Regions from separate parts of the Cydia pomonella genome. Here region 2 is linked to region 1. The links are chromatin contacts, called in public Hi-C maps. All regions are on one chromosome and are shown on one strand. The core of a region is the stretch at or near the end of the contact, and the rest is flanking DNA. Distances in the headings are between cores, read along the strand shown.

What was found. A called contact is a pair of places that touch in the nucleus more often than the background predicts.
Region 2: a contact with region 1 is called in a Hi-C map of whole body, with 3 times the contacts expected there. The contact joins the promoter of LOC133516817 here to the promoter of LOC133516804 in region 1. A contact is called at or near these places in 2 of 2 Hi-C or Micro-C datasets (both in whole body).

What each region holds. Positions count from the first base shown.
Region 1 is chr4:1,004,452-1,010,404 of ilCydPomo1, forward strand. LOC133516804 (single-stranded DNA-binding protein, mitochondrial) reads left to right here and starts at 3,479. Exons shown (of 3, transcript XM_061849777.1): 1 at 3,479-3,637; 2 at 3,927-4,017; 3 at 4,101-4,520. The coding sequence starts at 3,620. The coding sequence ends at 4,444. It overlaps LOC133516802 (caprin homolog), which reads right to left and starts at 2,823. Exons shown (of 4, transcript XM_061849774.1): 1 at 2,603-2,823; 2 at 1,497-1,679; 3 at 619-785. The coding sequence starts at 2,725. It overlaps LOC133516803 (ets DNA-binding protein pokkuri), which reads right to left. Exons shown (of 4, transcript XM_061849775.1): 4 at 5,826-5,953.
Region 2 is chr4:1,196,000-1,201,711 of ilCydPomo1, forward strand. LOC133516817 (gamma-tubulin complex component 2-like) reads left to right here and starts at 3,966. Exons shown (of 8, transcript XM_061849803.1): 1 at 3,966-4,209; 2 at 4,288-4,455; 3 at 4,543-4,687; 4 at 4,875-5,061; 5 at 5,656-5,712. The coding sequence starts at 4,139.

The sequences.
Region 1 (5,953 bases), core at 2,229-4,728:
ATGGAGCGAATCGAAGAAAAAGCGGACATTCATACTTTTTTTACGAAAAACGATAAACAGCATTTGGGTGCCAGAACAAAAGGCTATAAAAAAAACCAATCTCTTTAATTTCTTCCATGATTTCACAACCCCCGTCTGCGTATGCCAGAGTAATAACATCAGTATACTCGTACATGCTCGTTTAGCTGTACCTCGGATCAATTTTTTTTTTTTTTTTTCAAAGGCATATACATAATTTAATTTAACCTTTTGAACGCCAAGAGCCACTACAGTGGTCGTGTGCTGTCGTGCCTACCACGCCAACGACCACTAAAGAGGTCATGGCAGACACTGTCAAAGCAATTTTACTGTTGACAGATAAGGTTTAAATTCGTTTCTCAATAGTTGACATATTGGCGTGCATGCCACATTTTGATGCGAGGGAGAAAGCGTTGAAAAGGTTAAAGTTACTCACACCACTTGCTTTTTTTGACCGCTATTATACATTTGCTACCTAAAATACAATTTGTAATAAGTGTTGCATCTCTTGGTCCAGCATGCGCATGCTGCAGTGATCATATTAAAAGACTATAACTTGATATTTTCTATTGTTACCCTCAATTATTATAGAATACTTACAAATCATCAAGAATTTTAAGATCCTCCTCAGTCAATTTAGCTGCTCCATTAGTTCCATTTAGGAAATCATCTCTTGCTTCAACATTGCCCATTTGTGTGAGACAATCCAAGATAAGAAGAACCTCACGGATTTTGTTTGTGTCGGCCGCATAGCGAATCCAGGTTTCCTGTAATATATAATTCTCATTATAACACTACATAGTCTCATAGATTTCCTAAAATAGTTTCTAGTTTAAATAGTAATTATTGTTGCATTACTATTGACAGACAAAACTTAGTCACTAAAGTAGTAATTGTGGTAGGCATGAAAACATGTACTTTTTTGTTTATATACACTGCTAGACTGATAGCAAAGTGCTTTATTCCAATGAGATACAAAACATGTTTATACTAAAAATACAGACTCAAGAGTTACAGCATAATCACACTGAATTGTTCACCAATAGCAAAGTATGAAGGCACAAGGTATATCAAGCCTAAGACGCTATCCTCCTACTTGGATTAATCTAGGATAAACACCCACAGGCCCCTGTTGCTATTTTCCCTTCAGCCATTTGTAAAATCCAGCAGATCATGAAATTCCTAAGTAGCTATATTGTGAAACTTGAAAATCATTGTCTCATTCCCAGAGACGGAGGCTCCTATTTCTGGATCAGTGGTCTCCAAAGTTAACTGGGCTCCGACCCACCTTAAAAGATTGCCTAATTTGGGATTCGAGGCTCTTGGCCGTCTTAAATAGGGAGCATGTAATATTATTAATACCGGCTGTTTACCGGATCGGACGGAGTCGGCATGTCGTCTTATGTTTTACTATATATGCGAATGTACTATAATACAGCCATGCAAGCTATCACAAGTAAAAATAAATGAACACATACCCTTTTTGCTTGTTTTTTAGCTTCCTTTTCAGTGGAGACAGCTATGGAAGTTATTTGCTTTGAGAGGTCTCGGGCAAACTCTAATGTCTGAGCAACTTCGTCATACTTGGCAACTGCTATTTTCTGATCAGCATTTAATTCTTTGCCAGATTTTTGTAAGTCTCTGTATGAAGTCAACTTGCTCTGAAAATTAAAAATGTTTACATTAAGAGTGACCTTAAATGATTTAGGAAATTAAAAGGTTGGTCAAGTAACAATGAAAACTTCAAAAACGGTTCTGTCTCATTGTTGCGTCTAGAAACCATTTAGGGTCAACATATACAGTCTTTGATATATTTAATCTCAGAATAGGTAGCTATCATCAACTTTTCAAGCAATCCCTTGACAACACAATTATATACACACAATTTCAGATATCTAAATAGGTCATTAAATTTTGATCTTTATAAGTACATAAACAAGTTACATACCGAGAAACAGATGTCGAAAAGAACTAAAACTTGTTTAGTATACATTTTAAGTAGGTAATGTTAAGATACACGAAACATTTTCAGCATGATTTGAAAACTGAATATGCAATTTGGGTGCTGATATTCTGTAGGCGGACAAAATAGGGTCGCTTGGAAGTGCATTTACCGCGGACAAAGTCGCAAGCAGAGGCTAGTGTTACTGTACTATTGAATATCAACAGAACAAAGAACATACTCCTAAGCGCTCGTAACAAATACTTCAAAGATGGATATCATCATAATCATCATGTTGATGACGATAAAAACCTTCAAGTAGATTTAAACTATCAGTCGTTAAACAACAGAAGTATTGTACCACGTGTTAGTTTCAATAAGGGCCAGTTTAGTTAACGAACTCCCGTGTTTGGGTGCTCATTATGTCTACCTTTTGTATCGTCAACACTGGCCGAGCACATGTAAAAATGGCGTCAGCAATTCACGGCAAGTTAACTCACTTGTGCAAGATACTATACTAGCGAAAGTATAACACTTATACGCGCATAATAATTGTATTTAGTTAAATAGCTGCAAAGTTTCATAGCTAAACACGAAAAATACATCTGGGTGTCGGTGTCGTGCAGTATATTAGCAACGTACCTTTCTTTTCTCCAAATTACGGATTTTATGTTCAATAATCGTCAAGACTTGTCGTACTGGTGAATTATCCGTGGCCTCCGAAGAGGCCGGCTTTTCGGACTTAGGATTCGCAGCTGAAGGCATCCTTCACAGGCAACAACTTTTCCAGGATTGGGTATGGTGATGGTTTTTGGAGTTATAACTTCACTAATCTATAGGTAGGTATAACCACAAATACAACTGTCAATGAACCAACGAATGGAAAAAGAGGAAACAATACGACGCATTGACTACTATTTCCTTCGTGGCAACATTATTTTCAAGGGCTTCATACATGGGCTATAACCACAAACTATAAAGAGATACTGGAGGCCTACCGCGAAAACCGAAATTCGCCCATTGCGGGGATTTTTCTCTTTTACTCTTTCTAAGACGTCATTAGAGTGACAGTAAAAAATGCCCGCAATTGACGAATTTCGATTTTCGCGGTAGGCCCCCAGATATAATATGGAAGGTAGAGGCAAGGAACAGAATCTCCATATACCAAAAAGTGTCCGACAAAAAACCATAAATAGGTGGCGCTACAATACCTAGAATACTTCAAACAACCTATACGTAATTTGGTCGGGTTATTTGTTGCCCACCATCAGCCATACTAAAATTAACGGTGGAGAATAAAAAAATTAGACTGTGACAAGAACGTACTGAAAGTTCCATAAGAGCATCTCGTTCGGTTATCTGCCGGCTCTACCATTTCATCGCTATGATTGTACCTCTATGGGAGCAATGAATTCAATTGATCGATTAAAATGCCGCAAATCTCATGCGATTATCGATGACATTTGAAAAGTATCGAAAATCGCGTGCGATTTGTAGCACGGCGAGTGGAGCCCTTAAATTAAAAAAAGTTAGTTGTTTATGGCATGGCATTTTTTTGTATCTATCTTGCGTCTCATATTCATTTCAATAGTTTTTAACACAATTTAAGACAACGGAAATTGATTTACGATTGAAGATTACTACACACTATAGTTCAAAATGTTTCGTCTTTCAAGGGTAAGTTATATTTTGTCTTACATGTTATTTTCACTAACCTAATTCTAAATATGACCGGCAAACTTTGTGGTAACTTTAAATATCTTGTTCATAGACGAGTTTGATTTTGTTTAAATTTTAAGCGTAAAGAGTGAACTTTAATATTTATATTTGTATGAGGTAAGTTACCCAAATAATTTATTTAAAGGTTAGCTTAACCTATGTATAAATAGAGGTTATGAATAGTGAATTACTTATCTGTAATCTTTAATGTAATATATTTGTGGTTAATTCAAGTTATGGTTTTTAGATTTATAGCGCAACACGCCAATTCACAGCAGTCCCCTGTTCAGACGTCCATACGACAGCCATGAGATGTGATACACAGAAATCAGAGAAAAGTATGTGTAAAAATATTATTTCATTAAATATCACGTGTTTATTTTGTTTCCATTTCATTCAATACAATATTTTCTCTTTTTAGCTATTAATCAAGTCACACTTCTGGGAAGGGTAGGGGCAGATCCTCAAAAAAGAGGAACAGAGGAGCGCCCAGTTGTGAATTTTCCACTTGCCACACATTTCAATTACAAATATGAATCTGGTGATATGTTGCACAGAACAGATTGGCACAGAGTGAGCGTATTTAAGCCTGGCCTAAGGGATACTGTCTATAAATATCTCAAGAAAGGACAAAGAGTTTATGTCATGGGGAAGTTATCATATGGCGAGATTAAAACTGAGGATGGACAAATCCGAACAGCTTCAACAGTCATTGCCGATGACATTATCTTTTTCCAAAGCCAACTTGCTGATGCAGAATCATAGGTTCTGATGACAGTTCCCTGTATTTATTAAGTATACTGTAGTGATATCACTTATTTCAATAAATACTAATATTTTATATCATGTTTTAATCTAAAATTACCATCTGTCATAGTGATTTGATAACTACTGGATAAATTTATATATAGACATAACTTCTTGGGCTTCAATTTTGTTGTTCATAAAACTACAATATCATTTTTTTATCTAGTCTTTACCTTGTTTTTCTTTATGATTAGAATTTTCCTAACATCAAAAATGTGGTAATTAACTTACACAATTCAGAGTTACTTAGATTTAATTGACAGACTGGGGGAGTGGCACTGTTTATATTGGCGGTTATGCTACTCGACGATAGATGGCGCCTCTAAAACACTTCACAGAATAAGTAGAAAGTAACAAAATATATCCAAATACAAGAGCGAACTTATCCCATTTAGGGATCTCTTCCAACCGTAGAGAAATAAGAAGCAAGCATAGAGTGCTCACTCTATGCATCAGTTTTGGTACCAAAACGCTTATTATTTTAATTCTCAACAATTTTCAGCTACTATTATAACTGAAAAAAAAAAACAATTTTGCTTGTAATATTAGTTGTAAATTGGTGAGAAATACACTTGGTAGTTACGGTGACATCTAGTGTCAAGTAGCGGTAATGATAAATGTGATACTTGACGCTAGATGTCGATTACGAAAATATTAAGCGTTTTGATTTGAAAGTGAACACTCTATGCTTACTTATTTCTCTATGGCGGGGACGAAAAATCTAGCTAGGCCTCTCTAATGTTTTTTTACTAGGGCACAGCTTTTACCGTTGCCGTACTGTTTCAGTTTCACTTTGTTGACAGAGTCCGTTCCAGCTTAGGCACAAATGCTTTCGTATGTCTGTTCTCTGCAGGTCGCATTTATCTTTAGATTTTTTTTTATTCTAATGAAATATTGTGAGTAGGTTCGATAATTGCATAGATGTCTTTAGTCGTATCAGTATGATTTTCTTTTAAAAATAGTGGAGCCCAATATTTATTCAGTTGTAAGCTAGGTATGCAATAACAGACTCGTCCAGTAGTAATGTCTAAATTACTTTCGTTCGTACGTGCATGTGCAAATGTCAGAATAATATCTCGTCAGGTGACAAGCAAAACTCACTAATTTCCACCACAAGTTTATAGCCATAATGAACCATATCACTACTAAAATAAGGTTAATTGTGTTTAATTATTTTTTTGTATTTAGTGAGTTTTGCTGGTCACCGGACGATTTAGCGTCATTAACAGTGACCATTCTCACGGCGTATGGGGTGTTGTTAGATTTCTCTATTAAGTACTATTGGTAAATTTCTTATGTCTGAAGTTATAGGGTTCGACGAAAAAAATTGAATAATAAGTCAGTTAACATTATCTTTGTTTATTTTTACGTTATAATAAATCTGACACAATATTTTTAAATGAAACATGCTATTGTGTACAACAAGTTGGAAATTCATGGCAAGTTTATGCCGATGTAGAAATAATT
Region 2 (5,712 bases), core at 2,716-5,215, 190 kb after region 1:
AACTAGTCGATGAACAATGGAATGGGTTATCTTGACATAAAACGTAGTACTTAAAATGCTGAAAGCATATAGCTTCCCTTTGCGATTCTAAATGCCCGATGCGCGCAACATGGGTCATTATTTAAAAACAAAACACACTCGTTGACATAATCGCGTCTCCATATTGGGCAAAAATACATTGTTCGGTATGTTCCTGAACAATAGAATAACAGTATAGCTGCTTCTTATTCCGCTCGGACACGGAGGCTCCGGCAGGGACCGGCTGGACTCGGTAAATTCCGTACATTGTAATTCAGATTGGATGTCGAAACGCACGGCTCGGCATGCGACAATGCGGATGCTTCGGCTCATTTAAACGTATTTACAAACTTTGACTGTTTATATAAACTATATATATATATATATATATATATATATATATATATATATATTATATACCTACTTATACCATTTATCTTGTATAAATAGTTTACTTGTTGTTTTGTTGTTAACGTGGGAAGAGCGGTCCCTTCCAACACAGGCAATTCTATGTTTCATCCCCTAAATCATGGCCATGTGTATTTTAAGGAAAAAATAATAATTTTGTAATTTGTATTTGTATATATTTGTGAAGTATGTTCTACTTTAACATACCTTCTTATTTTCAGAAGACTAATTGTCTATGACAATCGTTGCCGTGGTGGCAATTATCTAGGGAAAAATATGTGATGATGATTTTTATGCGGATCTCTTAAGTTTAAAAGTTTCTTTTCCTACTCACATTTTCGAGTTGTTGCAAATTAAGGATAGGGACACTTTGGTGGCCCTAGTTTCTTTCTATAATCTTAACAAATTAAAGATTTAATTTCAATTGGCTCATTTATTCCTAGCTACTTATATATTGTACTAATGTTTTGATTTTTCTTTACATCTAAATTTACTATCGTTCCTACATTGTCATTTGGATTAGCAACCTTGTGTTTGATAAAAATTCGCGCCCCCGAAATACGATTATTGTTTTCATAAATAAATCGACATGACACTGGCAATCAGCTGTAAGCCATATAAATAATAAAATATATACCTATATATATATATATGTGTGTGTGTGTCAAAATGAAACATGAATATTCTCAACAAACATATTTTTATTGTACTAAGACTTATTAAATATAATTATAAAATGCTTCAGTTTCTTCTATTATAAATAAACAAAGTTCTCACTTACGCCGCAGTAATTCTACAAGTTGAAATCTTTATAATATTTCCGTTGCTAGAAAGCCAAACTTTCCGAAAACGCTCTTTTTATTTGAATAACTAACAGAACCGCGCGTTTGTCGTTTCATTCTATTTAGATCTAGTTAAGAAGAAAACAGACTTCTGTATACCGTTTTAAAAGCTCTCCGAGGAGATTATCTGCCTCTTCTAGGAAGCGCTGTCGTTTCTTCCGCGTCTTCGCCCACTTTATTAATCGGTAAACGTCTGGCGGCTAATAAAAATGCGGCATTTATAGACTGGCTGTCTAAAACACATAAATCTGAGGCAAAAGAATGGCCCGATCCCTGTCCGACATCAGAGGAGCGGATTTCTAAGACATCGTTTTTCATTCGGTCCATAAACTCAGGTGTTTATGGGAAACGTCATATTTTTGGGTTTATTTTTAATGACGAATTAACTTTAAGAATAAAAACCTGGATACACAAATAATAAATTTGAGTAAATACGTACAATTATGTTACCTAGGTAATCTACCTAGAAAAATAGCTGCCTCTCTATCTAGAGAGGTAGGTATTTTTATCTGTACTTGTCTATATTTATTTGTTCATAATTATTATATTTCAAATTATATAAACTAATTGTCAATCAAGAATTGATTTTTGCTACCACCTAACATGCTACAACCTTACCTACATCTGAAATTAGAGCCCCAAAGAATGATTCGTATTTCACACATGGCGACTGCTTTGTTTGACAACACAATCACAACATTATTATTTCTATCATCAATCGGCATTATTGTACAAGTGCCGAATCTTTAGTTTTCCTATCAAACAATCACAAATCACAACAGAGCTCGAGTTGCTCTGTCAGCAATGTCAGCATTGAGCACAAACGGCCGCCGAACTTTGTTAATCTTTTGTAAAGTGCCGACAACACTGAAAAAAATTGTATGCTTATGACACAACATTTATCTACTGTGAGAAACCACTTTTTACGCCATTTCCTATACCTACGTTTCGGTTTGTTATATTTCTTTATAAAATCGGATTATCGACGAAAAAATCTTTTGTGCAATTTCACTTCAAGTATGAGGGTGCCATTTCACGTTGTCGCGGAACTGTGTGATAGACACATAATACAATGATTTTAATTGCTACTTGTTTTTACAGTTTCTGGTTTGGACCATGCATGTTTGTCTGTCAAGTAGTCCTCGACTCTGTAATAAGCCTTTAACATCAATGACTTTTTTAAGTAATTCTTAAGAGCTGGCAAGGGTAATCTTAAAGCATCGCAAATCTCAATGCATTGCCCAACGAATGACTTTAGTACTTTGCGCAAATTATTTTAACATATTTCACACAGTTTACAAGTAAATAAATAAACGCACATTTAATTCTTGTAAAAACTATTTCAGTTTGATAATATTATATGATAATTTAAATTCAGAAATAGGCTTCTTATAAGCTCCAACTAAGCTGGGCCCTATAAGACTCAATAAAAGTTACAGATATTAGGTACGTGACTAACATATATGTTAACGGCAACAATCATGGGATATTTAAGAGAAAATTTGGAGTAGGTATTTTTGATATTTCACCGACACCTGTAAAATTATTACCGCTTTATGCGTTAATGTCCTATTCGTCCTTTAAGTTTTCGATGTATTTAATGAAAGCTACTGCAATTGGTTTCAATATTATAAACAAATTAAAAATTTAAATAATCACAATTATTTACCAGTGGCGCTAGTGAGCACGTTGATGGGCTCTTGTTTAAAGGTGCCTTTAGTTTAGAATAATGGGTAGGTTTTGTGGCAAATAATGGGCCTAATCTGCAGGTCTTCCGGAGATTTCCGAGGTGTAGGCTCTCCATGTCAAAAACAACATGTTCTGCATTAATTAGTTTTTTAGGTTAGTCAGCACCATCTATTGATCAACAGCAATTAATAATAATATTTGGGGAAAATCTTACGCGGCTCAACCTGGCCCCAAACTAAGCACTGTGCTATGGGCCTATGGGTACAGGGCTACGATATCATATATATAGAATACAGAATGACGATATACATACTTACCTACATACATAAATAAATGAAAAATTAAAAATAATAATTTATTGAGGTAAAAAAAATTAAATCTTATTAAATTGACAGTGCAGATGCAGTGCAGGGATCGGAAACCGGTATTTTTGTATGGGAACGAAAACGGTATTTCTTCGTTCTTTGTTAATTATTTCATTTCTAATTGGGCAATCTAATAATACGAAGTCGTTATCTAAAAACACACAAAAATATTATTACATTAATTTAAAATTGTCAACATACTATCTGTCGCCTGGCATATAAAAACACAACCAAGTCCTATATTTGGAGTATAAAATAAACCGAAATATATGTTTATTTCCAAGTTTTTCCAAAAAACCGGTTCCGATCCCTGTGACAGTGGTCCCCAAACTATCCTATATATTATCAGGTCCATGAGTTTAAAACCCAATTGATTATTTTGAAGTTATAAAACTCAAAATTAAAAGCACACAAACATACTCGTACCAACCACCTACGCTTTTCTGAAATAGGTACTACATGGTACTACCTTTGGTTTTTTGTGTAGAAGCATTACTTAACGACATCTAGTGGTGAGTAGTATAACGTAGAACGTATAACATGAGCGTTGTAACGGTCATCCACAGACAATATTTATAAGAACATAAATTTAATTTATTATTGAATAAGTCAACTTTATCAATAAAAATATCAATTGGTAAACTTTGAACAAAGCTAATGTTCTTTAAATTTAAATCCTAAACAAAGCTACTTGTGTGTTTAGGACCCTGTGTTTTTTTTTAAATTTAAAAATGTCAGCTGTCATATCTGTGTCACTGCTTAATTATGCCTCCGACTGAGCCTGTAATTTTAAATTATTTTCACATAAAGTCATAAATGTATCAGAATTGGATTCTCCCCAAAGAAAAAATGCTTACTACCATCAAGGAGCTTCTGGACGCTCTTGGGTATGAATAAAACGTTGATTTTAGTGCTATTGATAATATTGGCATATACGAATGTTAACGTTTGTTATTTGTTTACAGATGTAGTTTAGACGCCGACACGGTGCTTGAGTACATTCAGAACGATCCTAACTATGGCAACAGCAATCTCTCATCAAAACAAGTGAACGAGTACGCTCAGAGATTAGCTCTGAAAGCTTCCAATTCCAAAGCTTTCATCAAGAAGTATGAAGAGCTCAAAAATCGGAAGTAATGCTCGTGATCATCTGTGCCTTGGTTCATTTGTGTATTGCGTTATGTATTTCACGATTCTATGCTTTTTATTTATAATTTCAGCACTGATAATCTACCAGATATTATCTTGCTGTTCTACAAACTGGTATTTGATGAAAAACGGACTAAAGCTTCGAAGCCAAAAGTTGCACCAAAGCCTATTCTAGGGGATAATAAACACCAAATCACCAAAGAAGACCTTCCTCAGGTAACTTAACACATGTTATGTGTCACCATGTTACTGTCAGTGTTGTATATGATTAATAGTAAATTTCTCCCAATAACTTGAGATTGGGCAGTTACAAAAATATGTGTCGTGTTATTTTAGACTACTCTCTAACATATATCAAAATAAATCAAATCTGAGCCAAACAAAAGAAAAGTTATCATTACAGATAAAAGACAAGCTACTTAAAGCAGTGGATGAAAGTAAAAAGTATGTGATGAAGTCATTTGAAGAGAAGGAGGCGCGGCTGCGACCAAACTGGTACAACAGCCTGGACCTACCCAACTGGCAGAAGGACCATCCCGCCATGTCATGGGACTTCCCCAAGGAGCCTGTCGCTCTCACTGCTTCGTTAGGTAAGAATTCTACATAAATAATAATTTTAATAATAACACTTCTGTGAAGCATGCCAAGCAACTTTAAACTTAAAATACTAGAGTGACCCGTTTTAATATATTTTATATAATAATAAAAATTATGCGACAATCTTACACCAATCAACCTAGCCCCTCAGTAAGCTCAATAAGGCTTGTGTTGTGGGTACTAGTGATGATTTGATTTAGATAAATACTTAAAAAAACATTGATAGAGAGAGAAGAGTTACAATTTTAGGACAGTAATATAGTTGTAACAAAATGGAGTGGTGCCCCAAAAAATTTGAAAAAAGTTTTTTATGAACCACCCTCCTTAACCTACATCTTCTTCTTCAGTTGGTCCCTCAATGCTGAGGATCGTGACATCACATCCTTCTATCGAAGACCTCCATAGGCTTCTATTCCTCACCAAGCACATGGCTCCGTGCAGTTTTAATTGCATAGGTGCAGTGATTTAAGCACAGTAGGGGGAGGGCCTTGAGGTCTGGTGTCTTTAACTTTGCCCATCATAATTACTCTCTCTAGGCTATCGGGGAGCGGTGTGAGATAACTCACATATGTTTATTTCAATTCCAGCTGGCGTTCCTCTAGCTTCACAGGAGAACATGATAATAGATGACCTCCTGTATGTAT